5 separate regions of the Sus scrofa genome follow, and regions 2, 3, 4 and 5 are each linked to region 1. Evidence: chromatin contacts called from public HiChIP or PLAC-seq data. All regions are on one chromosome and are shown on one strand. The core of a region is the stretch at or near the end of the contact, and the rest is flanking DNA. Distances in the headings are between cores, read along the strand shown. Region 1 overlaps LOC106505851 (a long non-coding RNA gene). Region 2 has its middle 89 kb from the start of CLIC6. Region 3 overlaps RUNX1 (runt related transcription factor 1). Region 4 overlaps RUNX1 (runt related transcription factor 1). Region 5 has its middle 450 kb from the start of SETD4.

Evidence for each region. HiChIP or PLAC-seq counts read pairs in DNA pulled down with a chosen protein or histone mark.
Region 2: a contact with region 1 is called in an H3K27ac HiChIP or PLAC-seq map of alveolar macrophages. The contact joins two enhancer-like sites. A contact is called at or near these places in 2 of 2 datasets of contacts at active chromatin or transcription factors (alveolar macrophages and skeletal muscle).
Region 3: an H3K27ac HiChIP or PLAC-seq map of skeletal muscle shows a contact between it and region 1, with 4 times the contacts expected there. The contact joins two enhancer-like sites. A contact is called at or near these places in 2 of 2 datasets of contacts at active chromatin or transcription factors (alveolar macrophages and skeletal muscle).
Region 4: an H3K27ac HiChIP or PLAC-seq map of skeletal muscle shows a contact between it and region 1. The contact joins two enhancer-like sites. A contact is called at or near these places in 2 of 2 datasets of contacts at active chromatin or transcription factors (alveolar macrophages and skeletal muscle).
Region 5: a contact with region 1 is called in an H3K27ac HiChIP or PLAC-seq map of alveolar macrophages. The contact joins two enhancer-like sites. A contact is called at or near these places in 1 of 47 Hi-C or Micro-C datasets (embryonic fibroblasts) and 1 of 2 datasets of contacts at active chromatin or transcription factors (alveolar macrophages).

Annotation. Positions count from the first base shown.
Region 1 is chr13:198,832,087-198,837,756 of Sscrofa11.1, reverse strand. The region is part of intron 1 of LOC106505851 (a long non-coding RNA gene); the gene reads right to left. Among named protein-coding and RNA genes, the nearest start is that of RUNX1, 200 kb to the right of the region's middle. Within about 2 kb of position 3,111, at least 19 of the 83 cell types and tissues checked have an H3K27ac peak or open chromatin away from gene starts, as enhancers often do. A contact at or near this core is called in alveolar macrophages and skeletal muscle, where this site is marked.
Region 2 is chr13:198,336,780-198,342,449 of Sscrofa11.1, reverse strand. No RefSeq gene overlaps it. Among named protein-coding and RNA genes, the nearest start is that of CLIC6, 89 kb to the right of the region's middle. Within about 2 kb of position 2,754, at least 20 of the 83 cell types and tissues checked have an H3K27ac peak or open chromatin away from gene starts, as enhancers often do. A contact at or near this core is called in alveolar macrophages, where this site is marked.
Region 3 is chr13:198,375,662-198,381,331 of Sscrofa11.1, reverse strand. It overlaps RUNX1 (runt related transcription factor 1), which reads left to right. Exons shown (of 8, transcript NM_001246252.1): 8 at 4,531-5,006. The coding sequence ends at 5,006. Among named protein-coding and RNA genes, the nearest start is that of CLIC6, 130 kb to the right of the region's middle. Within about 2 kb of position 2,766, at least 13 of the 83 cell types and tissues checked have an H3K27ac peak or open chromatin away from gene starts, as enhancers often do. A contact at or near this core is called in alveolar macrophages and skeletal muscle, where this site is marked.
Region 4 is chr13:198,413,860-198,419,529 of Sscrofa11.1, reverse strand. RUNX1 (runt related transcription factor 1) reads left to right here. Exons shown (of 8, transcript NM_001246252.1): 6 at 3,445-3,636. Among named protein-coding and RNA genes, the nearest start is that of CLIC6, 170 kb to the right of the region's middle. Within about 2 kb of position 2,264, at least 14 of the 83 cell types and tissues checked have an H3K27ac peak or open chromatin away from gene starts, as enhancers often do. A contact at or near this core is called in alveolar macrophages and skeletal muscle, where this site is marked.
Region 5 is chr13:199,136,313-199,141,982 of Sscrofa11.1, reverse strand. No RefSeq gene overlaps it. Among named protein-coding and RNA genes, the nearest start is that of SETD4, 450 kb to the left of the region's middle. Within about 2 kb of position 2,307, at least 3 of the 83 cell types and tissues checked have an H3K27ac peak or open chromatin away from gene starts, as enhancers often do. A contact at or near this core is called in alveolar macrophages, where this site is marked.

The DNA of each region.
Region 1 (5,670 bases), core at 1,862-4,361:
TATGTGCTCCAGGGACAATCAGATCTTGCTGGTCCATGAAAGTCACCTGCATTTTCACAGTGCTACATACAGGCAACTAATATCATCTTACCCTGCCTTATTTCTTTAGCCATTTGATATTATACTGTATGATTATACAATAGACTTATTATATCATATTATAGACAATATACTATCATGTCTCCTTGATGTTTATTTTATCTGTATCTTATTTTAGATATAAAATATAAATTACTTGATATAAATAAATTGTATACTATGTGTATTATTAGAGGCCCTCTACATTGGTATGTAAGGATCATGCAATTAAACACTTGGTTTTGTTCACAGTACTATCCCCTCTATTCAGAATAATGCCTGGCTTACATTAGGCACTTCAATAAATACTTACTAGGTCAATATTGCTCTTGTTGCATAGCATTCCCTCTCACTTCCTGCCCAAAACCTCCTAGCAATGTATCCTGAAAACCCAGCTCGATTGTTATCTCCCCTTAGGAGTTTCCTCTCAACATCCCTTCCTTTATATACAATAAATTGTTAAGACTTCATCCATTTTTCCATAGAACCCATCTTCCTTATTTCTCTGGGTTTACCACTGTACCATCGTATTAAAGCAAGATTACTCAAAAATTGAATTGACTTGTAGTCTCATTCACTAGATGTATTCACAGCACAGATTCCCTTCAGAGTGGCTGCCCTTTTGGCTTGGCTCTCCATTTGGAGAGAAGCCCTTTTGTTCCCATTAAGCCCATAGATAATGTCTAAGACAGGCTTGACTATACCAAATTCTAAGTGTGATTTTTAAATTATAAGTGTGATTTTTTTTTGCACCTTGGGAAAACTGACAATAGTTTATCACTTATTCCAGCATCCATAGATATGAATTGGGAAATTACAGGAAAAGCTGCAAGTTGGTTTTAGGGTCCCAAATAAAAACATTCTCTTGGATTTATTATTTTCTTATATTTGCAATTAAGCCTCTTCAGGATTGAAACTTGAGGCTTATTTCTTTTTCATGTTGAATTTGTGGTCAAATTGCACTTGATGACTTTGAGATTAATTACCTATTTTCACTCATTCAGAAAACAAGAATTATCCTAGCATTTGGAGAACAAGCTTTTTTCAACCCAAATCTACAATGAATTGGCATAAATAACATAATGAGAGGTAAATTTCTCAGTTTCTATATTTACCACTCAGGGTAAATATTTGTTAAGTGCTAAAATTAGGTTGCAAAGTCTGTAAGTCTATAGTTACATCATCATCATAAAAGAAGGTCAGAATTAGCCTGTCTGTGGTCTCCTCTGAAATCTCCTTTTCAGAAATTAAAATAGTGGGGTATAGGGAGCTTTCAAAATAGACCTGGAAACAACCTAAATGTCCATCAACAGATGACTGGATTAAGAAGATGTGGTAGATGTGGTAGATATACTCAGTGGAATACTACTCAGCCCTAAAAAAGAACAAAATAATGCCATTTGCAGCAACATGGATGGAACTAGAGACTCTCATCCTGAGTGAAGTAAGTCAGAAAGAGAAAGACAAATACCATATGATGTCACTTATACCTGGAATCTAATATATGGCACAAATGAACTTTTCCACAGAAAAGAAAATCATGGACATGGGGAACAGACTTCTGGTTGCCAAGGGAATGGGATGGACTGGGAATTTGGAGTTAATATATGTAAATTATTGGAGTGGATAAGCAATGAGATCCTGCTGTATAGCACTGGGAACTATAGCTAGTCACTTATGATGGCACACGATAATGTGAGAAAAAGGAATGGCTAGTCACTTATGATGGAGCATGATAATGTGAGAAAAAGGAATGTATATGTGTATATGTGACTGGGTCACCTTGCTGGACAGAAGAAAATTTAAAAAACCCTGTAAACCAGGTATAATGGAAAAAAAATAAAAATCATTAAATAAAAAAATAAAGTTATCAAAATGCTAAAAAAAAAAAATGAAAGCACCCTTTTAACCCTATTAATCAATTTTATAACTCTTAGTAAGTCCCGGAGACCTGACTGATGTTTGTTCACTTCCCACAAAATAGTAGATAAATGTCCACAAGAGAACAAGTATTCTGTCACTTCCTCAGTGTCTCTGGTAATATAAGAGTTTTTAAAAAATGTTCATGTGTGTTTGCACACACAACAATGCACATATAAATCAAAGACGTCCCCTGAAATAAAATGCTGAGGTCATGTGAGCATATTTCAGCCTTTAACTTAGACACTTAGGCTGCATGCCCAGCTATGACAGAGTCCATGTTTATAAAGTTAATTTAATTTCAGTTGTTAGTATCAGTTACCATCATCCCAGATTTAAAACCACCAGCCCAGAGACTTGCTCTGAGTTCTTGCAGCCCCTGGTAGCTCTACCAGGCATCTGGCACTTTTACGCAAACTCCCTCATATTGTTCCTGGACCATCTATTTCAACAGGCCTTTTCTCTTCATTTTATTACAAATTCTTGAATCCAAGGATCATGTCTGATATTTCTCAGAATCCTCGTTAATGTCTAGTCCAGAAGCCTGTTCTAGCAAATGCTCCAAAAAAAGTTGTTGATTGATTCAAAATGGATTTTCAATTTTATGAAAAATATTTTTAGAGTAAAGGAAATATTCACTTTTGCGTTTGGAAAATAAGATGAATATGGCTAAAAAAAAAGTGGAAATGGGGTGACATGTTATGGGTTGCAAATTTCCACATCAACGCATAACTTCAATATAAAATCCCAACCCAACTTCATGAATAAAATAATGAGACAAAATAGGGAGATGTGACAAACTGAGTTTAGTATTCTCACTTCTTCAAAAAGTTTTTCCACCATAATCAATGGAAAAAAACAGAGTTGTCAGTCTTTTTTGAGAGGAGGAGGCATGTGTGTTTTCTCTCTCCCCCCTCCCCTCCTCCCTCCTTCCCTCTTGTCCCTTCTGAAACTGAGTCAGACCAGCCATATTTCCAGTTAGAAGTTGGCACTGGAGCCCAGCAGCTGTTCAGAAATGTCCAAGTGGACAGCAAATGGCGTTGATGGAGTTAACGGCAGTGACTCACTTGGGACATTCACAGCAGGTCAGCTGAAACCATCCCTTGCTGTGAAGAGAATTCAGTCCCATTGGGCAAAAGCCCAAGAAAATGAGCTGAGGATGATAACAGCATAGTGCCTCTCAGTTGCCACTGGTTGCTTTTCTGTTCTCAGTTTTCACAATTTTTTTAGAGATGGATTTTTTTTTTTTTCTAACGCAATCAAGAACAGTGATGGGAAGAACAGGCTGAGCAGCTGTTGACTTTTTGAAATCACAGAGGGGAGGTTTGGTATCTGGAAATGCTCAACACAACTTGCCTTGCAAGCTTTGACGATGACTTTCACATATAAAATTATGGGTCAGAAGCAGGAAGCTGAGGACTCTTTATGCCAGTAAATCTAGCTTTGGCCAATGTAAGATTTAGGGGATTTCAGAAAGAGTTCATTCATGTAGAAACACTTTTCTACAAAATATTATGATAGTTTTAAATGTACTGAACTGAGCAACAATAAAAACAAACCAAAAAACATACGAGAAATCAGGCATGTTCATATTTTGTGAGCTTATACTTTTTCCTTAACACAGGAGGAAATATATAAAAATATGTTAAAGCTCTTGGGTGTTTTTGCATTATAAAATATGGCATGATTACCTATAATGGAAAATAACCTGAAAAAGAACATATATATTTATTTTAATATATTTATATCTATCTATATACCTGAATCATTTTGCTGTACACTTGAAACTAACACAACCTTGTAAATTAACTGTATTTCAATAAAAACTACAAAAATGATATGAAAGAATAATAAAGACATATTTAGAGAAAAAAAACCATGATCACTTGAAATATCACAATCTTTACACAAGACCTATTTCTATTTTTGTTTTTTTCCAAATTATTTTCTAAAAACTCTATTAAGACAGATATCTTAGATTTGTTCTTTACAGGTAGAAATTTAACAAATGAGGAATAATAATTCCTGATATTAAGGGTCACTAGACATAAAGTTCATTTCCCTAAAATTCTGGCATGAGATCATAGTTTCCACATTTAGATGAGAGCTTGCTTCCATTGCACTTATTTGGTAGAAAAATCTGATTTGGCTATTTGAATGCACTATTATGAAGTTCCTCTTTGTGACTGAACCCCAAAGCTGATTCTGATAGTTTCAGACCAGGCTGAAAACAGAATTAAAAAATGAATTAATTTTCTTTCCTGAGAATAAAATATTTTCACTGAGTAGACTTCAGTAAAATAAATGACAATCAAATGGTATAGCTTGGTAGGTACTTTAATGGATTAAACAATTTTAAAGTGAATAGTTTGAAATGAATTCAGCAGTTTTTTTCAGCTAAGGTCCTTTGAGAATACATATTCTAAGTTCAAAGGAGAATAATTGTTCTTTCTGTATTTTTAGAGAGGACTATGGGTGTGGTGGGTGCAGGGAGTTTCATTGCTTACCCTCTGTCTAACTCATGGTAATGCTTAATAAATATTGGTTGAATTAATTAATTTTGACCACAGGAGCTGGAGGGATGACAAGGAGTGTCATCTTTTCTTGGCAGAAGAGCATATTACTCATTAAGAGCAAGTGGGAGAGGAGATGGGAGTTAGCGTGCTTTGAATCCATACTACTGGAAGGCAGGCTGGAAAGAGGAGTTGGGAAAGCAGAGACAGTAGTATGAAGAAGTTTTTGTTGGCTTGAGCTGAACTCCTTTGTTCACATGGTATCAAAGGCCAACTGAAGATGCCACAACTGGAAAAATGAAAATGAAACAAGGTATCAGGGTATCAATGGAGTTAAAAAAAGGTGGGGGATAAGAAGAGTCACAGAGACATAAACAGCTTTTAGAATTTATCACTTTGTTTCTGTTGTTTCTGTCCTGTTATTATTCTCCATAGCAGCAAATTCTCTTCTCATCACTCCTTCATTTTTTTCTTGTTACTTCCCCAATACAATTTTTTTCTCTACTGTACAGTAGGGTGACCCAGTTACACATACATGTATACATTCTTTTTTCTCCCATTATCATGCTCCATCATAAGTGACTAGACATAGTTCTCAGTGCTACACAACAGGATCTCATTGCTAATCAAGTCCAAAAGCAATAGTTTGCATCTATTAATCCCAAGCTCCCAATCATTTTTACCTAAAATTGGACTGCCAAAGAAAAACAGCTTAAATGGTAGAAGCACTTCAGCATTCTTGTGAGGGGTCATACTTTCTTTCCTCTAATCCTGTTGATCTTTTAGACCCATTTCTGACTATTAACTTGGTCATCTTATGATTAATTAAATGGAGAAGGTCATTGATCTTTACAGGTGTGAAAGATTTGCTCCCTATAACTGTATGAGGACATATTTCTTTTTTTTTTTTTTTTGTCTTTTTGCCATTTCTTGGGCCGCTCCCGTGGCATATGGAGGTTCCCAGGCTAGGGGGGTCCAATCGGAGCTGTAGCTGCTGGCCTACACCAGAGCCACAGCAACACGGGATCCGAGCAGCGTCTACAACCTACACCACAGCTCACGGCAATGCTGGATTGTTAACCCACTGAGCAAGGGCAGGGACCGAACCCGCAACCTCATGATTCCTAGTTGGATTCGTTAACCACTGCGCCACGACAGG
Region 2 (5,670 bases), core at 1,505-4,004, 490 kb after region 1:
GGCTGTACCTGCAGCATAGGGAAGTTCCCAGGTTAGGGGTCAACTCAGAGCTGCAGCTGCCGACTTATACCAAAACTGTGGCAACTTGGGATCCAGGCTAGGTCTGCAACCTCAACCACAGCTCACAGCAATGCCAGATCCCTACACACTGAGAGAAGCCAGGGATCGAACCCCCATCCTCATGGATCCTAGTCAGGTTTGTAATCTGCTGAGCCACAATGGGAACTCCCAGGAAAGATTATTTAATGGAGGGGGAAATTCAGCAAATGAAGAGAAAGATCATGAAACAATATGCCCACTATATGCATATACAGTATAACACATATACATTTTATTATATTATATGTAAATAAATATATATATATATATATATATATATATATCAACCAAAGGAGACAATTGTTCTCTGTGAATGGTGGGATCACGAGCAATGTTAATTTGTTCTCCATATTTTTCTCTGTTTTTTAAACTTCTATGAACAGAAAACTTGATAACCACAGACATGGAGAACAGACTTGTGGTTGCCAAGGGGGAGAGGGGAGAGAGTGGGATGGATGGGGAGTTTGGGGTTAGCAGATGCAAATTACATTTAGAATGGATAAGCAAGGAGTTCCTGTCTTGGCACAGTGGCTAACGAATCCAACTAAGAACCATGAGATAGCAGGTTCGATCCCTGGCCTTGCTCAGTGGGTTAAGGAACTGGCGTTGCCGTGAGCTGTGGTGTAGGTCGCAGAGGAGGCTCGGATCCTGTGTTGCTGTGGCTCTGGCGTGGGCCAGTGGATACAGCTCCGATTAGACTCCTAGCCTGGGAACCTCCATATGCTGTGGGAAGCGGCCCTAGAAAAGGCAAGACAAAAAAAAAAAAAAAAGAATGGATAAGCAATGAGGTCCTACTGTATAGCACAGGGAACTGTGTCCAGTCTCTTGGGATAGAACATGATGGGGGATGATATGAGAAAAAGAATGTATGTATATATATGTGTGTGTGTATACACATATATATACACATATATATATATATATATATATATATATCTGGGTCACTTTGCTGTACAGTAGAAACTGGCAAAACATCGTAAATAAACTATAATTTAAAAAATACAAAAAAAGACCCTGAAAAAAAATTTAAAAAAGAAACATGATAGCCCTTAAAGAAACTATGCTATCTTGTAGGAAATATGTAAAGAGTTAAATGAAGAAAGTTCTAGAGCTCAGGGCTCTCTCCTGCTGAGTTCAGCATTCAGTATTAAAAAAAAAAAAAAAAAAAAAGACCTCCCCCTTACTCCCCAAAGGGTTTCATACAAAATAATGCATGAAAGTATATGATATGAAATACACAACCTGGAAAAGCTCCTCAGGTCGAGCGTGCACGCTTACACACACACATACACACACACTCACACTGACCCTCTAGCCACACCCCATTGATCTTAGAAGACCCAGGCTCTTGGGAGTTGGTGGTTGGACCAGCAAACCTAGACACCAGGAGTTGACGCCTGTGGTGTCAAGGGCATCTCTCGGTAAGAGGGACAGCTGAGCGAGGAAGGGGCAACTTAACCAACACCCCCTCTGAACCGTGAAACCCCAGTCTCCCTCCAGAGCATCCCCAGTTTTCAATTCACTTTGATTAAATCGATAAGCCAGAATCCACTTCTGTGGTTTGTAACCAAAAGGACTTCACCAACCACAGCTATCTTGATGAATCTGCCCCTTGCCTGTCTCCGCTCCGTCCACCGGCGCATCCACGTGCCTGCGTGGAAGACAACCTAAGCAGACCTGTGCCGGGTGCTTTCAAACGAAGCAGGTCAAGGTTTTGCTCCTGAGGCTGTAATAATCCAGCCACAGAAACTGTGCTCAGGCCCTCAAAACATCAGGTAACGCAAAATCGGGCGAGGCCCTGGGCTGCAGTGAAAAGACACCTGTGCTGGGGAAGAAAACACGCTCGCCCAGCGCAGGAAAAGACCCCGCCCTGGAGCGCGGGCTTCTTTTCTCTCCAGCCCTCGGTAGTGAATCTGGACTTTGTAGTTTCCTAAGTGATTTCTCTTGCCTTTCAGTCCAGATGCAAAGGAGAAGTATTTACAACATCTGCAAGAATGACTAGGAGCTGCAGGGTGTGTCAATAGCCCCGCTTGATAAGGATTAATTTTAAATTCTGTACCCAAGAAGGCTCCAATCTGAGGTGCGGGTCCCAATTCGGGGATGGTTGCATTTCGGATTTTGCCTTCCCAACCACAACCAGGTTTCCATCTAATCCGAAGACAGGCGGGTGGGAGGGCGGACTGGAGGAAGGAGGGCTTTCAAGGAAGACGCTCTGCTCCGGGTCCTCACTTCCTGCCCGCAACTCTTTTCTTTCTGTGGCTCCAGGATCCTGCTGGCCGCTTTTCCCACGCACGTCCTCAACTTCACGCAGCCTTTCAGAGACTCCCGCGAGATAACGTCGGATGTGAAAGTTGTTTGTAAACGAAGCATCGGCTTAATGTTTCCATTATTGCCTGTGTCTTTATCCCACGTGTGCAGGCGACTCCCTCCTCTTCCTCCCACTCTCCCTGTCCCCTTCCCCGGGATGAGGGAATTCAGGCCAAGCTGGCCTGGTGCCCGGAGGTGCCAGTCAATTATGGGGCTGAGACTCTATGCCCCAGGCAGGGCCACAAAGCCACCAGGCTCCCCCGTTTCAGTTGGTCTCAGCCCAGCAGAGTCATTCATGAGCCAGCATCCCCTGCTGCTTCTCAGCCACCACTGGGAGCCTGTGACTCGGTCAGGGCACGGTGACAGAGACACACGCTAAGTGCGACCAAGCCCTCTGCTGGGACGCTGTGGTCGGCTTAGTGTGACTTGAGCTCAAGGAAGTGGTTTCAGGAGATAACACTCCCTTGACCCACAGGGGCGGGATGGGTTATCCCTATCGCCCGAGAAGGTCACCAAAATGAACCTGGTAACTTGAAAGCGAGACTCAGAAGGGCCCCGAGAAAGAGCTCCCCGGACTGGAGACAGCAGAACTCGCCACTTTTCATCTTCAAAGCCCAGAACCTCAATTAAGTAATTAATAGGTCTGGTCATGTTCGCAGCTCTCTGAAAATGAGACTGGGGGAGCTCTGGCTTTCCTTCCAGGGGATGTGCTTTCCTGGCGAGCCCAGAGAACTGCCTAAGAAGGCGATCAGTAACCCAGTAACCATCCTTGCTCTTCACCCCTCGCTCCGCACCCCGCAGGGAGGCAAGTTCCAAATCCGCTCTGAGGGTTCAGGGGCTGCCCCAGCCGGGAAATGCGACCAGACGTTGTACTTTGCTGCCCTCTTGAGGATGCTCTGAGGATAGCGGGCATCCAGTAATAGGAAGAAACCGGCTTTTTTTTACCCCTTGGAAGAGCGTCTGGTATGATCAAGACTTCTTCAAAATAGGAAAATACTAACCTAGAGTATAATAAATCCTCTCTTTTAAAAAAATTCAAAACCTAGAGGACTGTGTTGATACTGAGTTAAGAGTTCCAAGGGCCAATACCTTCCCAAAGAAACGAGAAGTTTCTTGAATTAATGGATGAGAACCAATCTTCAACATCAGAGGGCTAAAGGAAGGTAATTGCCCTCGATATTTATTTTCAATTTGGAAGATCCAAAGCAAGAAGACTTTGAAGCAGTCAAGAACTGATTAGAATTCTAGGCTTGGTGCCAAGGGGATAAATTGTCTGGTGACTTTTTGCAGAGTTATTGACTCCCTTTGCATCTGAGGCCCAGAGCCCAGCAGGGTATAAAAGCTTCAAAAAGCGCTCAGAAAAGGGCGTCATGCCCAGCACTGACAAGATGCAGAGTGCCAGGTCTGCGGGACTGTCCCCCATCATAACCCAGTCACCCCAGGGGGCTGCTGGCAGCTCAGTCCGCTCGAAGACCCATGACTGGCTTCGCCCATGAGGAGTTGCCATCTCTGCATATTTTGAAGGCTGTCTGGTCTCTCGTGGTTTACGGCTCTGGGCTGGTATGTCTGGGGATTTCTTGCTCTAGATAACATGTTTTAAATAAGTAAAAAAGCTCCAACACACACACACGTACACGCACACGAAATGTGTGTCCCCAAGCTGAACTCTCTTCAATTAACTTGTATGTATGTATGTATTTTTGCTTTTTTAGGGCTGCACCTGTGGCACATGGAAGTTCCCAGGCTAGGGGTCGAATCAGAGCCAGACACAGATCCCAGCCACATCTGCAACCAATACCACAACTTGCAGCAACACCGGATCCTTAACCCACTGAGTGAGGCCAGGGATTGAGCCCACATCCTCCTGGATACTAGTTGGGTTTGTAACACACCCCCCCCCCGCCGCAGTGGGTCTTGACTGCTCCTTTGTGACCATCTCTGAGCTTCCCTGGCCATAAACTCCTTCTCCAGCCCCACCTCACCTTCCTGAGCTCTGGGGGACGCAGAGGAGAGGAGCCCCAGCCAGCCAGTCCCGCCCCAGTCACCGTCCCCACTGACCCCCACCTCGAGGTCCCTTCCACTGGCAGCGATTCAGTCAGCTGGACCAGTGTGCCCATTCTCAGCTGCTCTCCGACTGTTGCAAAGTGTGCTGACTGGGACCCACCCCTCCACGCCCTAGGGAACCACTGCAGGCCATTCCCAGCCCACTCCCTGTGACACCAGACCAGACTGAATGTTGAAAATTATGAGAATCTACAAATTGAATGGGGAGTTTCTATTGTGGCTCAGTAGGTTATGAACCCCACTAGTATCCGCAAGGATGCGGGCTTGATCCCTGGCCTTGCTCAGTGGGTTAAGGATCTGGCATTGCCACAAGCTATGGTGTAGGTTGCAGATGCAGCTGGGGCCTGGCACTGTTGTGGCTGTAGTGTAGGCTGGCAGCTGCAGCTCTGATTCGACCCCTAGCCTGGGAGCTTCCATAGACCACAGATGAGGCCCTGAAAAGAAAGAAAGAAAGAAAGAAAGAAAGAAAGAAAGAAAGAAAGAAAGAAAGAAAGAAAGAAAGAAAGAAACATTGGAAGGAAAGAGCAATCCAGGTTGCCTCACAATGGAGCAACAGCCACTAGAGCTGGGTGTCACCCTGACTTTGAATGGCCGAGGGGCTACAGGTCAAAAAAAGGCAGTTCCCGGCATGGCCAATGACTCTGTCCAAGAATAGGCCTTTCCAACAGATGCCCAGCGTGACCCAAAAGCTCTCCTGAAAAGTCCAGTCTTACGACAACAGAGCTGCCCGTCACCGAGCAGATTGCCCAAAACCACGGGGGGCTGGGAGGGGGTGTGTGTGTGTTTGTGTGGAAATCCAGTAACTCAACCCCAGTGACCCCACCCTGTCTGCCGTTACTCGGAGCTGGCTGGCCAAGGTCCAGGGAGCAGACCCAGTCAGACTAACGTCTATCCAAATTTAATTCTCAATTGAAAATGGAAACAAGGCAGGCCAAGACAAACCCAGGGCCTGACTTAGCAGCAGCAACTGCCAAGGCAAAGCCCTTGTCGCACGGGGGCCAAAGGTCGGCCTCCACCCACCACCTTTCGTATAGAAATTCCCCTGCTGCATAACCACTCCGTGACACTCTGACTATGGATGTCCTCATTTTATAGGTGAGGAAAACGAGGCATGAGAAGTCGGGTGATTGACTTGAGCTCTCATGGTAGCTGGCAGGGCATGGCTGAGCCTGGCAGTCTGGCTCCAGACCAGCCTTCCAG
Region 3 (5,670 bases), core at 1,517-4,016, 460 kb after region 1:
GATTAGGGGGCGGGCAAGGGGGCAAAGGCACCATGTCTGCCACTTAAGTGTTGAGCCACATTGTGTTTTGTGCACAACTGTGATTACTTGAGATTTCACCAAATGCTTTAGCTTCTGAGAGAGTCAGAGAATACCTCTCAGCTTCTCAACAGCAGCACCACTGGCCAGATCATTCTTTACTGTAGGGGGCAGTCCTGTACACTGCTGGACCTTCATCAATGTCTGTGGCCTCTAGATGCCAGGAACACGCCCCCGTCATGACAACCAAAAATCATCTGGCATTGCCAAGCATCCTGAGGACTAACACTGCCCCCGACTTGAGAACTGCCTTCACATATACTTTTGCACTGTAGTGAAACAGGAAAGTCAACTTAGTTGCCCAGTTTCCATGTTATTTTCAGCCATGGATGCCAAGAATTTCATGGCACCTGCTGGGCCAAGGAGTTAAGGGACAGGATAGGAATTAATGAAGTCCATTTAGCTTGTTGTTTTAGAAGCTTTGTTCCCTCAGGACTGGTCTGATTCCAAAGGCGTTTGTCATCTCGTATTGATTCTTCTTCTTGGTGGTGCTGCTCTGCCCATTGGCAATGGTCTACCTCTGAAGCAATTACTCTTTTCCTTGGAAATGTCCCTGCTGTGTGTGTGTCCCTTCGAATTTATTGTGGAAGTCTTTTGAGTTGGTCTGCACCCAAGACAGTGGGCACCTTAAATCCAAGAACTCTAGCTGCTCCAACTGACCAGTTCAGATGTAAGGGGGGCTTCTCTTTCCACAGGGACGTTGCATGTGCACTCTCAAATCACCTCTCACAGCTACACTTGGGAATAGTCTGGACTTCAGTTAGCCAGGGAGTAATAGAAAGGCGTTTTATAGCATGAGGGTGTGAAATAGATAAAAACCAAGGCGACCCATTTCAGCACCCAAGCATGACCCTGCGCTGTCTTGGAGGGTGGGCCTGGGAGAATTCCAGAGGTGCTTTCACCGGTGGCAGAGAACAGCATGGGAGACTGCTCTTCAACTTGGCAGCTCTCCCTCTGAGAAACCAAGCCTGGAGCCCAGGCCTGAAAAGTGTTGTCATCCGCCTGGGGGCAGGAGGGGGTTGGGATACTTAAAAGAAAAGTGGCTGCCTGGCGGCCAGCTTTGAGAGCCTGCACAGCTCTGAGCCAGCTTTCCCTGAATCCACCCCCCAGCCCCACCTGGGCTTCCTTTTGCAGGAGGGACCTGTGCTCTGTCTCTTTCTCTTCCCTTTGTAGACAGACTCCACACCTTGTCTGAAAAGAGTTGTCATCTGGAGGTTTTCTTTTCTTTTTTTCTTTTTAAATAATGTTTAGCTGCCAACCTGGGCGACAGACAGCATGCATTAATCTGAGTCATGCAAAAGATCCTTTTAAGGCAGCCATTATCTGCTCAGGCTGTTTAATCCTTTGGGGGCAGTGGGAGGGGCCCAGAGTGGGTCTGCTTTCATCCACATCGAGCTGCAGAAGGAAGACTTGAGCTGCCATGGCAAATATTTAGCCCCATCGGTAGGGAAACAATCCCAACTAAAATGCCTGAACCGCCTAATCCCCAGATTTCCTACTTTTTAAAAGCTCCCTGGGAATATGAGGGGTCCCCATCTCTGCCAACACTACCACTGAGTAAGGGGGCACCAAGCCAGCCAAAAGGACAAACGAGCTAAGGCAGGGTGGGTGAACTGTGCGTGATTGGTGGGGCTTGGTAGGGGGAATCCAATTGGACATAAAAATGAAAACAAATAGGTGAATAGGTATATTGAGTCTGAGCCTATCTAGAGGGCCGAAGCTATTCTGTTATCAAAATATATATATAAAGGATAATTAGACCAAATGGATGGTCTTTTGTAGTGTGGCATTGGTACAGTGCAGACAGAAGAAGAATCACAGGCAACATCTAAGATCTTACAGATACTGTGCCCACAAGTGAAAGAGCTATTTTCCCCTGACAGCTGAGACTGTCACATCATTCCATTACTTATGTCCGTGACAAACCACGGACTCACTGAGGATTCCAGTAACTTGCTGCCATCACCAGGTTACCATGTAGTGGTTGGAACAGACTGGCAGAGCATGTCCAGACACCGTCATGAAACAGGGTGACCTTTCATTCATTTTCCAGTGGATTCACCTTTTTGTCTCAGGGCAAATGAAGCAAGAGGAATAATGGGTGGAGTCATTTATTTGTGTCCGGAATATTGCATCAGATGACAACAAATTGTGTTTGCCTAATGCTTTTCCTCCTACCTCGGCTTCTCCCTGGACTATAGAAATCTTAACTGGAAAAATGGAGTAAAGCTTCCTGTTAACTCTCAAGCATGTCACGGCTCTCTGTGTGAGCAAAAACAAGTGACAGGGGCTTGCTCACAGATGGCCCCAGTGGGCAGGGACGAACCCTGTGGAATGAGGTGCGGCCTGGCTTCAGGATGAGCTAGAGAGTGTCCGTGGAAGGGCGGCCCTAGAACCACTGTCAGTTTACAACTTTTTCCCCTACCCACATGTCTGACTCGCTTTGAAAAGATTAACAGGAGTGTTTGTTTGAAAGTCAGACTCCTGGTTTCCTCATTAGTGGAGAGATCTGCCGCAGACTTCGGTTGTTTCTGTAAACTTTAATTACCTTTTTGATGAGGAGTATATCCCCTCATCACATGCACCCCAAATTTACAGAGGAGTTCATTTGGAGGGAAGGAAGGCTGAGGAGAGGGAGGGAGAGAGGAGAGATGAGAGAGAGACAGAGAGAGAGAGAACACTAGCTCTCCCTGCTGGAATAACAGACTTGAAATATGAGGAAGTTGATCAACAGCCGATGCCTTCCAAAAAGAGATTAATTCACCCGGTAGCTTTCCTTTCAGAGCTAGCTCTTGGCTCCATCAAGTTTCTCTGTGGGCCTATACACAAAAGGACACAGGCCACATGCCATCCTGAGCTTGGAGTTATTTTCTATGTTGATTTGAGAACTTATAAATTTTAAAACATTCAATTCTTGTCTCTGTTGTTTTGTTGCTGACGTAAAGACTATAGTCCTGGCCTGGTCATTTAATGAATAATTAATTCTAAGGAACAGAAACTACCCCAGGACACCATCCTACATCCACAGTGGTAGGTCTCAGTGGGGGTATTTTTGCTCCCCTCACCCCTACCACCAGGACAGCTGGAAAGTCTGGAGACCTTGTTGGTTGTCACAATGGGGGGAGTGAGGGCACTACTGACATCTGGTGGGCAAAGGCCAAGGATGCTGCCAAACATCCCACAATGCACTGGACAGCCCCCCCCCACTGCCGCAGCAAGTCTGGCCCCAAATACCAGTAGTGCCACTGTCAGGAAACTGATCTACAGGACACAGGAAACCCATCCTGGCACCCAAACCCCCCAGGACTTTGGCAGCCCGTGGTTAAGAAAACTGTAGAAAGACGCAACAAAAGACAGCCAAAGTCAATCTGGTCTGTGAAACTGTAAATGCCATAATCCTAAAACAATGTGTTTTATAGACAAAGTTTTGCCATTCCTGGTAAAATTTCAACATGTACAAAAACAGAGTAGACCAATCAAGGTCCTGGAGCCACTCCTGTTAACAAATCAGTGAAATATATATTAGAGAAAACCCTGTGAAATCAAGGCTATCCTATTTCTAAAGATGTGGGAGTGATCTGAAGATAGATATAAGGAAGAAAAGAGTGATGTGGTGGTCACTGCTAGGGCATGCGTTGGGTTCAATCATAGGAAACTGCCAATTTTTAGCTATTCCAGGCCTACAGAAATGGCAATTTCCTATGATTCAACCTAAATATTATATATAGTATTATATTATTATATATTACTATCATTATGACAACATATTATGCATATATTCTGATATTAATCAATGAATGCATCCATTATATTAGTAATTCAGGTGTTGTATACGTCTTATATATTGTTAAAAATTAAATTTTACATTAATATTAACATATTAATATATTGATCATAGAGAAAGCTGGTAAGCTCTTTTCTGCAAAGGGCCAGATACTAAATATTTTAGGCTTTCTGAGCCCTTCTGGCCCTCCAATCTCTACCATGACCACTCAACTCTGCAGTGATACCTCAAAAGCAGTCACAGATAATACGTAAAAGAATGAGTGAGGCTCTTTCCAATAAAACTTTATGGACATCGATATTTAAATTCCATATCATTTTCACGTCAGGAAATCTTTTTTTTGCTTTTTGCAACCATTTTAAGAAAAGTAAAACTCATTCTTAGCTTGTGGGCCATAGGAAAATTGCTAGCAGGTGGACTTGGCAGGTGGGTTTGCCAAATTCGAAGTTACACCAATATTATATCTCTATCACGCATGTTATTTCTGCACTGTATTATATCACACACCATATCGGGTTGCACGAGGCTGTATGTTACCGTTCTCTCATACCAGCTCCCTGGGCAGCAAGCAGCAGTCCATCCTGGGTACTCCTGTGGGCGGGCCGGCGGAGTAGGAGGCGTGGCTTCCCTGAATCGCCAGCTCAGGATATTTTCTCGCTCACCCACAGGTGCACCTGACCTGACGGCCTTTGGCGACCCGCGCCAGTTCCCCGCGCTGCCCTCCATCTCTGACCCCCGCATGCACTACCCCGGCGCCTTCACCTACTCCCCGACGCCCGTCACGTCGGGCATCGGCATCGGCATGTCGGCCATGAGCTCGGCCACGCGCTATCACACGTACCTGCCACCGCCCTACCCCGGCTCGTCGCAGGCACAGGGCGGCCCGTTCCAGGCCAGCTCGCCGTCCTACCACCTCTACTACGGCGCGTCAGCTGGCTCCTACCAGTTCTCCATGGTAGGCGGCGAACGCTCGCCGCCGCGCATCTTGCCGCCCTGCACCAACGCCTCCACCGGCTCGGCACTGCTCAACCCCAGCCTCCCAAACCAGAGCGACGTGGTGGAGGCTGAGGGCAGCCACAGCAACTCCCCCACCAACATGGCGCCTGCCGCGCGTCTCGAAGAGGCCGTATGGCGGCCCTACTGAGGCTGCGCACGCACCCGCCGCGCGCCGCGCGTCCTCCCGGAAGCGCCGACTCACGGCCCAGCCTCGAGTTCTGCAGAACCACGTGGGCCAGGCCACCGGCCCGGGGAGCGCCTCGCAGTGAACGTGATCTGTGATCTCACTTCCGGGCTGGGAGCCTCCGGGCAGCCTGTGCTTCCGAAGTCCGTGCAGTTCACAGTTGCTCTTGGCCCATCTCAGATTTTTCAAACCTGACGCAACTTGAGGGTGTCCTCTTCATCACCCGTGGACACGTTGTATGGCAAACAGGAAGATTCCCAGAGGGAAACTGTGAATGCTTCTGATTTAGCAATGCTGTGAATAAAAGAAAGATTTTATACCCTTGACTTTTTAACCAAGTTGTTTATTCCAAAGAGTATGGAATTGGGGGTTTTGGTTTTTTTTCGGGGAGGGGGGACGGGGGATGCAACTCATCCTGTTTGGCATCTAATTCATATTTTTAATTTTTTCTTCCAGCACCTTATAAATTGCAAAATGCATATTTGCATTTGGGGTGGTTTTATTTTTATATATATATATATATATAAATTTGAGCTTGCTTCTTTCTTGCTTTGACAGATGAAAGAAATATGATTCCTTTTTCTGTAAGTTTTATTTAACTTTTCTTTTGGACTTTTGTGTAGTTGTT
Region 4 (5,670 bases), core at 1,015-3,514, 420 kb after region 1:
TTTACCCAGCCTAGTTTTTTAGAGCAGAAAACTGAAAGCTGATTTCATCATCCATCTCAAATATTCTAACATTTAGGGAAGCTTGTGGGCACCAGTTCCAAAAGACTATGGGATGTTTGTCTTTGGAGCAAAGAAGTAAAATTTAGCAGAGGAGATTATTTTTTTTTTCTTTTGGCTTTGTATAGTTTTGCATACATATATAAAATTCTAATCCAGTCCTTTTTTCAAACGTGTGAAAATAGGAAAAGAGAAACATCATGTAGGAGCCTTTTCAACTCTGCTAAAGATTCAGTAAGATGTCTCCATATGAAGTCTTGAGGTAGCCGCTGTTATTTACAGAACCACCACGTAAACATTCGCAATTGACTTACAGAGTATTTAAAAACCCAGGCAGCCAGCACGCCTATGTTTGAGACTGCATGGGGTAATTCCACCAGAAGGTTTGATCCAAGGTTGAATTCCCTGTTGCCCTCTAAAGTTCAGTATTCGGCAAGAAAGAAGAAAAGTGAATTTGATAGTGGACATTTTCCATGCTCCTGTATTTAAAATTCAGGAGGCAAATTGACATTTTAATTGCACACAGATACAGGAAACTGGAGACATAAAGCGTTCATTTTTCCTTAGCTTGAAAGTTTATATCGGAAGCCTCTATATTTCACACAAAATATTGCTCTTTGGCACATGAAATCTGATGGTTTCAGAAAAGAAGAATTAAGTCTTCCTGTGATCCAGCTTATAAATGCATCCGAACCACACCTTCAATACGATAATGCTTTTTATTTCCCCGGTGTCCTGGTGTTAGAACTCTTTGGCACTAGCTGTGATGCCGGGGCTCTGGGTTCCCTGCAGGGGTAATAATGGCCTTACTTGCTGGTGGGATCACACGTGGGGAGGGTGCGGAATGAACTCTCACCCCCTCCTCTGGCATTCAACTCAGCCCCGCGACTCTGAGGGCTTAGGAAAAAGCTTAGAGTGAAGAATTGTTTTCTCTGAGAGCTATGCCCAAACATTCCTGCTCAAGCAGACAGTCATCAGTTAATCTCTATAAATGACTACGATTTTGGCAGGTGTCAGCTGGTGCAGAAATTGCTCACATGTTGAAACTTTTTTTTTTAAGTGCAGGGCAACGAGAGGGGTTTAAAAAAAAACATTTTTTTTTTTTTCCCTTCGTTGTGCCTGGCCACAGTAGTGGCTTACCTGTAAAATCACTTATTCCTCTTGGTTTCTTGGTGGCACATGGTCCCCAAGCTTGGTGGCTGAGGCAGACACAACTGAAGGCCTCTCTTCAAAGGTTGGCTGGAGACTCCAAAACACCGAATGACATGTGTTCAGAATGATCTGGTACATATCATTCCCCACGATGATCACCCACTGTCCTTGACATGGTGTTCTTCAAAAATGCCACTGGGTGCCCAAGGAATGTGAAATTTAGAAATGGGTACAAGACCTGCCAGCAGCCTCTGCACCATAACTTTGCCAACTGGCATTCTTTCTGAAGTGGTAGAACTTTCCAGAATCATTTTTCCTGCCGCCTTCTCTCCTTGACTCCCCATACCAGGCATTAGGTCGTGGTAGCCATTTAAAAGATTATTATGCTTTGGGTGGCTTTTGAGTTGAAATCGTTTGCTGTTCTGCAAGAAAACTTCAGGAAGTTGAAAGGGAGGAGTCAAAGAAAGCTCCATCCGGAGACAACGAGTGACTCGATGATTGAAATAGAACGTTCTAGAAAAAGATGTTTTCGTACTTCTGAAGGAAAGGGATGACAGGGGTTGTTCCGGGACCTGGCCCCATGGCCTTTCGCCCACAAGACCGGTGCTTAAAATACTCCGCCGGTAAGAGGCCTCTCGCATGTGTGCTGGGCCCTCGTGACTCAGCTGCTTGTGTTCAGACCGAGTGTTGCGGGCTGTGGGGCTGAATCAGAGTCCAGTTTTGCCTTGGTGACACATGAAAAGAGGGAGCGTTGCATTTGAACCACACAAATATTATGCTTAAGTATTTTTCCTCCTTTCGGAGCCAAACAGGTCTTGTTCGTGATAAAAATCACTGCAATATAGTGGGTCCTTTTTCTGGTCTGGAATTTGAGACAGTGTCAGCTGTGCCAAGGGGGCTGGCAGCAGGAAGAAATGGCAAGCCACGGAGATTTGGAACCATAATACAAGTTATAAAATTTAATTTTATAATTGTAGCCATTGGGAGCTGGGCTCAAAAGTCCCTCTCCCACCCCCACCCCACCCCCGGCTGGGGGGCGTGGAGTCAAGGAATCCTCTTTCTCACTGAGGTCTGGGGCCAGGAGGCTGCTCCTCCAATCTTGTTTGGAGGCCACTTGACAATCGGGTGGTTTTGTGAAACCGGTCAATGACTCTTTCTTTGAACCATGGGAGTGAGGCAGGAGCAGAAGGGCAGCCTCTTTGAAAGAGGATTGAATTGGCTGAGCCCCATTATGGCTCCATTAGTACAAGGAGCCTCAGCTCCACTGGGCAGGCCTGAGTCTCTGGTTTAAAGACATTTTGGTGAAGGATTAAGGGAGGAAGCGGGAGCCCCAACCCTTCTCCAAGGAATGACTTCTGCTCTCTGCATCCTGGTGATGGTGATTTTGACCAGAGCAAGGAAATTTACTGTCGATACAGATGCCAAGGGGCCCACCCGCACCTTGGATTCCTGAGGCCCCAGGCTTGTCCAGTGTGCTGGTGGCTCCCTTGGGGCTCCAGTGAGCTCTGCCTGCTGGGAAACTTGGACTGAATGAGTCCAGGGCTACACCACACTTGGGGTGCACTTGGAGAAGTGGGCTTCAGAAAAGAAAGGATGCTGGCGCAAAGCTTGCAAGCAGAGGAGGGGGTGGGTGGCAAGGGGCTGCCCATCCTGGGCACTTAACAGGAAATCTGACCTCCCCGGGCTGTGGGTTTGCAGCTACACCTCATTTCCTGTTGTAAGGGGCACGCCTCTAAGCTCCAGGGCCCACTTTGCTGCCTCTGAAACCTGCCGGTGGTTGGGTGTGGAGTTGGGGCAGCTGTTCCCATGCCACCAAGAGGGCTCCTTTCCTGCCCGCCTCAGCTCAGCCCACAGAGATGCCATAAGCCAATTAATGCCCCTTCTCTCCCTCCCACCATCACCACCGCCACCAAGCCCTGTATGCCCACTGCGTTCCACACAGTGGAGATGGATGCAGGGAGTCGGGGTGGGTGCCAGGCCCAGACCGGCGGAACACCCAGTGGCCAGTGCGACAAAACGGGCCCCAGTCTGCTGTGGGGAAAAATGGCCCCGAATTCCCAACGGGAACAGCTACCTGTGCAAAACTCTCCAGCGGATCCACGTTGGGGGTGAGGGGAGAGGGAGGGGAAAGAGGAGAAAAGCCCGAATTTTAGCAAATCCACAATACATTTTCTGATCTCTTCCCTCCCTCCTTCCCTGCCTCCCTCTCCCTTCCCCACCTCCTCCCCGCAATAGGACATCGTCAGAAACTAGATGATCAGCCCAAGCCCGGGAGCTTGTCCTTTTCCGAGCGGCTCAGTGAACTGGAGCAGCTGCGGCGCACGGCCATGAGGGTCAGCCCACACCACCCAGCCCCCACACCCAACCCTCGGGCCTCCTTGAACCACTCCACTGCCTTTAACCCTCAGCCTCAGAGTCAGATGCAGGGTAAGTACCCGGACGGAGCCCGCTTCCTGCCTCACTCCCCCCACCCCACCCCCGCCACCCCCAGCCCTGGGGCAGAACCCTCCTAGTCCAATCCTGGCTTCTCCTTCATACTCAGGAAGGGTGGTCCCTCAACCAGCAGCCTGGGAGCTGGTTAGCAGCAGAGTCTCGGCTGCCCCAGACCTACTGAGTCAGATCTGCATTGTAAGAAGATCCCCTGATTTAGAGGCACTGCTGCATAGGATACCGAGAGGATACGGACAGATCTGTATCACTCTGCCGATAAGATCTTTAATTTTTTAAGAGTTAGCTTTGGCTATGCTAATTTCTCACCTGCTTGGCTGGAAAACACGTATACACACATTAAGCAAGGTGAAGGCCAGGAGTTTTTAAGTTCTTACCGTCTACAGAATGTTCGTGGGGGTTGTATTTAATACAGTTTTTTTTTTTTTTTTTTTGAGAATATGAAGAAAATAGGAGTTTCTGGATACCATCACATGGAGCGTATTCATTGCAATAAATAAATTTGCAATCAATAAAGAATGCAGGCTATCCACCACCCCCACCCACGATGGGGTTAGCTGGCAGTTGCAAAAACACTGTAAAATACAATAATGGCATAAAACCCACTGTGCCAAATTAGATAATACGCAGGGTTCATTTACACTGTAGAAACTGCTGACGTCAATGATTATTTGCTCTGTGATACCATTTCAAATTTCCGAAATGCAGTCATTTTCTCGGGTCCGTGCAGGACACAGCTGGGTATGATAGGATCACAGTAAGATTCCTTTCTCAGCATAGCAGGCTTGTTTAACTCAAAGGAAGAGATAAGCAGCACATCTGGGGGAAAGGGCAAGTGGCCAGCAGGGGAAGTGGTCCTGGCCCTTCTAGGACAGCAGAAATGAGCTCCCCCGGGCGTTTCCTCTGTTCGAGTTGCATTGTGGGACATGCCAGCATCCTGCATCCTAAGCCCTTTAGGGTTTCCAGACCCTGTAGTTATCTTTTGGGGTTGGCACACAGGGGGCTCCTGCCAGGCACAACCACTCTTTCCCTCAGAGCCCTATGGTCTTTCACTCTCGCAGTCATGTCTCTGGGGGAGGGAGGTTTTTATATTTGCCTGAAGCATTCCTGGAGAAATTCTCCCGTAAGATACCATGCAAACAACCATGAAGGGTCCTGTCTGTAGTGTCGCCCTTTGGAGGACAAGAGAAACCTAAAGCTTGACTTTGAGGGGCTCCTCCCATCTCTGGTCTAGCCTCAGGTGTCTTTAAGAAGAGCTTCCTTGAAGTCATTGGGCACCTGGAACTTAATCACATGTACTTACTCAAAATATGCATATTGATCTTTTTCAAAATTCCATATGTTAAGGGGGTCTGAGAAATGAAATCAAATGGCACGTTAAGTGAGAGAGGTGGGCTTGAGGGGAAATGGTCCTTTTCTTCTAAATAGAATAAAATTCTCCAGGAGCTGGCTCAGCCTTGTGTTCAGGGCCATTGCCATTCATTTGTGTCATCTTCAGGACCCCGTTGGTAACATCCAAGGGGAAACCTCTGTTTTCTCCTCTTCTCCTGGCATAACTGGCCATCTCTCCTACTAGGTTGATCAAGGGATTTGCCTTTTTCTTTTCGATACCGGAACCGACATTATTAAGCATTGTGAAAGGCAGCAGAAAAGTCACGTGGTGGGGCAAGTGGAAATCGGTCCCCGTGAAGTTGGCTTGGTTTCAGTTTTGGCGAGGGCTGAATCAGATCTGATTTCCCTCCTGCTCAGATACACTCTCTTTACCAAAGAGGAAATGGCAAAGTTTGGGGTTGGGGACTTGAATTCTTCCCCTCCGCAGTGGGCAGCTCTGGGATGGAGGCGCTGCCATGGACAGGCATTCCTCAGCTCCCTGGAATACTGTACGCTTAGCAGAATATCAGGTTTAACCCCCTTTCTTGTTCCTTTGAAAAACGTTTGACTTCTGCAACATCTAAGTCATAATACCTTGCTTTTAGGGTGCCCCGGAGGCTTAGTTGCTGCTCGAAAGAATGC
Region 5 (5,670 bases), core at 1,058-3,557, 310 kb before region 1:
AGTATACATGATAGACATTGTATTCCAATGTGTGTGAGTACAGGTCTAAAGGAATCTTCCCCTGTGCACGGCAGGGAGAATTCCATCCTTTCTTTCATGAGCAGGGGGAGTGGGGATGATGGAGGCAGAATGCAGGAAAGATTCTTCAGTGGAAGAGAGTTGATCAAAGAGCTGCTTGGTGACAGACACTCCAACCTTGGGAAAGGAGGTTATACCACTCTGGATACTGTTCCAAGACCTGCAGCAACTGCCAAAAACAGTGAGGGAATTGAGGAATGCTGGCTATATTTCTGGACAGTCTGTATAGACAAAAGAGTGGCTGTGGTTGTCCTCCTTGACCCAGTACTAGCTCTGTATAACTTTAATACTGTCATCTCAGCTACCAGTTTCACAACCCTGGAAGTACCTGTCCCCATCTTACCTGAAATGAACTCCTATGTACCCCTCAAAGCCCAAGGCCCTTTGCAACAACTTGACTGAGTGTGTAGAGATGTGCCCATAGGCAGGAGACAGAATATGCTGCATTTCCATGATTAAGGCTCCTGTCATTTACCAAACATTGCTTGAGTATACATTTTCATTTACTGTGTTTTCTTATTTTCTGTATTCTTGATGTGTTGGCCTCTTGGGCTCACTGGCTGGTATGGAACTGCCCCTCTCAAGGCTGGCTAATCCCTAGAAATGGCAAACAATTTGCCCAGACGTGAACCTTTCACTTGCAAACCACCTGATCCAAAAGCCCATATCTCCCAACCACCTGCATTTTTTAGATCTGTATTTTTTATACTCTGGCTCAACATTACCTTTCCACAATCACTCCAGGTCCAGGTACCAGACAACTTGAGACAGTGTCTATAACCCAGAGCCCACTGAAATGATTTAAACTACCTAATCCTAAACCTGCTTAGCTTGATTATGTTATCTTGCCCATTCCTTCCCATGAAAAAACCATAATAAAATCTCTTTTCCCATGTTTTCCCCTCATGCTTCTTTCTCCAGGGTGACCCTGGTGCTTCCCTGTGTGGCCCTACATGACAGGGCATGCCCTCTCCTCTTGGAACTATGAGTAACAAACCATCTTTTCCACAGCAGTCATCTCCTGATTTGTTCCCTTATGGTAGCTAAATAATAACAAAACCTACACTTTGAAACAGTATTGTCTTCTGCACTGAGTAGAAGATAACATCTGTGTTAGGGAGAACACGAGGAAAAGGGACAACTTTTCTTGTACTTTATTAAAGAAATATATATTTAGGATTTGGGTAAGCATTCTCTGTTCTGATTTCCAGTAGAAATGTTAAAAAAAAAAAAAGAGAGAGAGAGGGAGAAGGACATAGTTTAAGAACTATTTATTTTGTCTATTTAGAGGGGAACAGTTGAAAGAATGATGAACCTGCGTATCCTGGAATACTACACACAGTTGGAGTCAGAGCTATAGGGATTGACTTGGAGGGATTTTCCTGATTTCTTATTGAGAGAAAAAAAAATGCAGAAAAGTGTTTGCGATAGGATCCTCTTTTTGTAGACATCAAACAATAGCAGAAGTGACCAACTGGATGCATATATGTCTGTATGTTTGTGTAGCATTATATGAGCATAAGGAAAAACATGGAAAGTTGCAAGATATATTGTTAGTATAAGTTAATCTGGGGCTGTGGGATGATGGGGGGGTGGAGGAAAAAAAGGGAAAGGAGAGAAGCCAAGGACAAAATTATGGGAGGATATTTCACTTAAAAAAATCCCATGTCTGAATAATCATGCTTAAACATTTATATCGTTATATGTATGCATGTGCATAAAGAAGTTTTAAAAATTTTGTGACTCAGCTGTTTAGCAGAATTGTATGCCATAACTAAGACATTTTAATATTATTTTTCTATGATTTAAATTCTATGATCTAAGTTTAAATGGGGGAGAAGAGATATTTGCCCCCTATACCCTTGCTGAGCTCAGGTGAACAGAATTGCTAGGTTTTGATCTCTTGCTGCCAGGCAGATGTGCACAGACTTAAATAACTACCACCCCATTTGTATCTCTGGGACAAGCAGGATGGGAATAAGCAGCTGCCTCTGCAGAAGGGAGCCTGATGCTCCAGATAGAAGCAATTCTGTCCCTCTGGCTACAGCCTGCCACAGACTCACCAGCTCACTGCCCTGCGGTCACTTGGGCCAGACAAAAGCAAGCTCTTTTCTCACAGTGCAGGGCCTCCTGCCCTGCAAACATAGCCCCTTCTGCTGGGTGTTACTAAGCGTTGAGTCTAAATATGGCACATGGCAGTTTGATGGAAATCATTTCCAGTAAAAGAGGATGTTTCCTCAGCAGTTTTCAAGCTGGCGCTGACTCAAGCATCCTCGAGGGAGCCCATTTAACTGGTCATTAGGGAGACAGCAAAAAGGCATTGAGGAATTCTGTAACAAAATGCGTATCCTGTGTGGAAGATCTCCTGGGACTCTCTGACCATTGGCTGCCTGTGCCTGCTGCAGAGATTTTATTGATGCTGTGGAAAAGTCTTTTGCTGTCGCTGGTCTGTTATTTGTGCCTGGTTTCAAAGATGCTGGTTTCAGCTTTGTGAGGAACAAGTCCACAGGCGAACCATGGCATGCAAACAGTAATTAAATGTCTCGAGTTGATGGACACTCCATCACTGCATCCTCAGAGGTGGAAAAGTGAATTGAGGCCTCAAAAGATAGATGAAAGTTTATACTGAGATTTTTTAGGCAAAATATTTACGCTGTGCTAAAGGCAACAAATACACTTTTTACAACTTTAAGTTTTGGAAAATCAGAGTATAAACAAACTGAGAATTTCTTCACATGGGCTGTGCAGTGCAAAATATAGTTTACTTGAGAGGTATTTGGGGTTGTCTGCTGTGGGAACAAGTGAAACTTGAGAGAGTAAGTAAAAATATCACAAGTAATCAAGTATAATGCTATAGACTTATAGATGCAGTGGCTGTTGGTGATAAGACCAATTACCTGCTTTTTAACAGGGAGTCTGGGATCACTTGATGTCCAGCCATGCTCCCCTGGCAGCTGTGGACAAGTAGGGGTTAACTTTTTTAAATGAAGCATGGATTCATCAAATCTTTAGAGCAGGAAGTCTATTCCATTAACGTTTTTTCCTGTTCCCAAGCATTCATTTCTTTCAACACTATTGATATAGATCTTTAGGGAAGCGTTTCAAATGATTTGCATGGCAAGAATGAAAAAATACATTTTAAAAATGGAAGATATGCTAAAAATGTATTTTTTTCAAAGGATCAGAAGAAAACCACAGTTACTTAACCAAGCAACCATATGACTAACCACAGCTGCATGGTTAGTGAATTTATGAATGTGTGGCGTCAAGAAATCTGTCTTGGACATAAAAGATGGATCAGAACCTTTTATTTATTTATTTTTTAAGTGTGGAAATGTCTTTCTAGGAGATAGGAATTTATGAAGTTTGGTAATGTGGGCCTATTTTTTTTTTTTTTAAAGAGAGATATTTGAAATAGTTCTCCTTAAAAACAGCACTATTTTTAGGTGCAACCAATTGCTCTTGGCAGTGACAGTGTTGATGTGCTCATCTTTGGACCCACTTTTCTTTTCACACTTTAGTTTTTGGAGTCTGCTGCTGTCTTAAAGGAGAGATGGGTCTTTATCCTTAGGCTAACTCTTGGTGCCTCTACTACAGAAGATCAAGGTCAGGGCCCCTTGTCATGAGTACTTCCTGTACATGGTCCCATAGCCCATGAAATGTAAGACCTATGAGAAGATTTACATAGAGGAAGGAAAGGCTGGTGAATCTACCCTGTTCAAAGGGAGTCCAGCTCTGGAGACCAAGTCCTCCAGCTAAGAGGGTGGCTTCAGTGAGGACTTTCCTGGGGTTCCCATAAATCCACCCTCCACAGCCATTTTTTGGGCCTGGGTTCAGGGAACCAGCTGCTCCGGTTCCCAGGGATGGTCCTGGGAGTGACAGTCTATGAAGCCTTATGAAGTGATTCCTCTGGGCAGGTGACTAGGCTGGCAGGAGACAGTCATGACCCGGGGACCAGACTGATTCCTTTGATTAGAGGTTGGAGGAAGCAGTGAAGAAGGAAATAGCAAGATTCTGCTCTTTTATGTTGGATCAAGGCTTGCCTTGATGATTGGCACATCTAAAATTGTGGTATAAATAGGGTAAGTGTAGTCTAGCATCTAACTTTTGAATTCCTGACTCAGATATCCTCTCTGAGTTGTGTTGTGAGTGTTTCCATTTGCATGGTGAAGGTAGTGATATCCAATCCTAGCGCCTGACAAGGAAAAAAAATAAACAAAAACAAAACAACAACACAAAGCGGTTGGTAGAACTCATACTAACATATAAGATATGATGTAATATCATACAAATATATTCATTTTTAAACTATTAAGACCAGCACGTCTTATAAACCACTGACCTTATATAAGTCAGAATGGACTGGTCTTTAATGTTTTTGAGTATAAAGCTCAAAAAAAATCTAAGATCTTGGGCTTATCAGACACAACTTAGAATAGATTTACAAGGAGATCCTGCTGAATAGCATTGAGAACTTTGTCTAGATACTCATGTTGCAACAGAAGAAAGGGTGGGGGAAAAATGTAATTGTAATGTATACATGTAAGGATAACCTGACCCCCTTGCTGTACAAAGGGAAAATAAAAAAAAAAAATTATATAAAAAAATAAAAAATAAAAAATAAAAGAAAATCTAAGATCTTATTTTTCTATTAGTAATATACATGATTTGTTGCTAATGGGTGGTCCATATGAGGAGCAGGGGCTATTGCGGGAGCGTGTGCAGAGTCCTTTAGAGGAAGCAACGAAAGCACCCATAAGAAGAGGAGGAATTCCGAGTCCTTTAAAAGCCGGCTCCTAGGAGAGATGTCAGCAGAAGCTTCATGGAAAGTGAAGGACTGGGGCCGTCTCGGCTTCCTGGAGAAAGTCCTCAAGCCATTGCATTCTCCCAGCCTCAGTGACCTTTAGGGCTCCTGTGAAGATTAGCAGCATCACAGAGAAAGCTACCTGGTGCATGGAAATAATGCAGTAAATGGAGATTATCGGCATAAGTCAAATTCTAAATTTAAAAATGGATAAAATGACTCACTGTTTGGGGACTACATCTTTTCAAGTATCTGGACCCACTCACACCATGTGGATTCTTGCTCTAGAATGCCAGAGGGCTGAGTTGCTCCAAATTCAAATCTTTCTGCAAGATCTGTCTGTTCCAAAGATGGTTATCTCTGAGAATATCTGTCTAAAATACTGGAATTAGCCATGGAGGGAAAACTGGATCTTAGGTCATACCATGGAAATCAACTGACCTCCTGTGTCTCATAAATGTTTATGGAGGTGATGGGAACAACACACACATATCAGTAATAACTGCTGTTTAAGTGAAAGGGAAAATTAAAATGCCAATGCACCACATTATATTTATTGACTATTATATTTATTGATATAAAAATAAATCTGGCTGCATATGGTGCATGTGGCAGTCCCTGCAATAAATACTATTTGTTTTTATATAGAAAATAGACCTATTTTATAAGCACATGGAACTTTCTTTCCTTCTTTTTATTTTTTTTTTCTTTTCTCTCTCTTCATACCTCTCCCTCCCTTCATCTCCTCTGTCTTCCAACCCTCCCTCCTTCCCTCCCTTCTTCTTTCC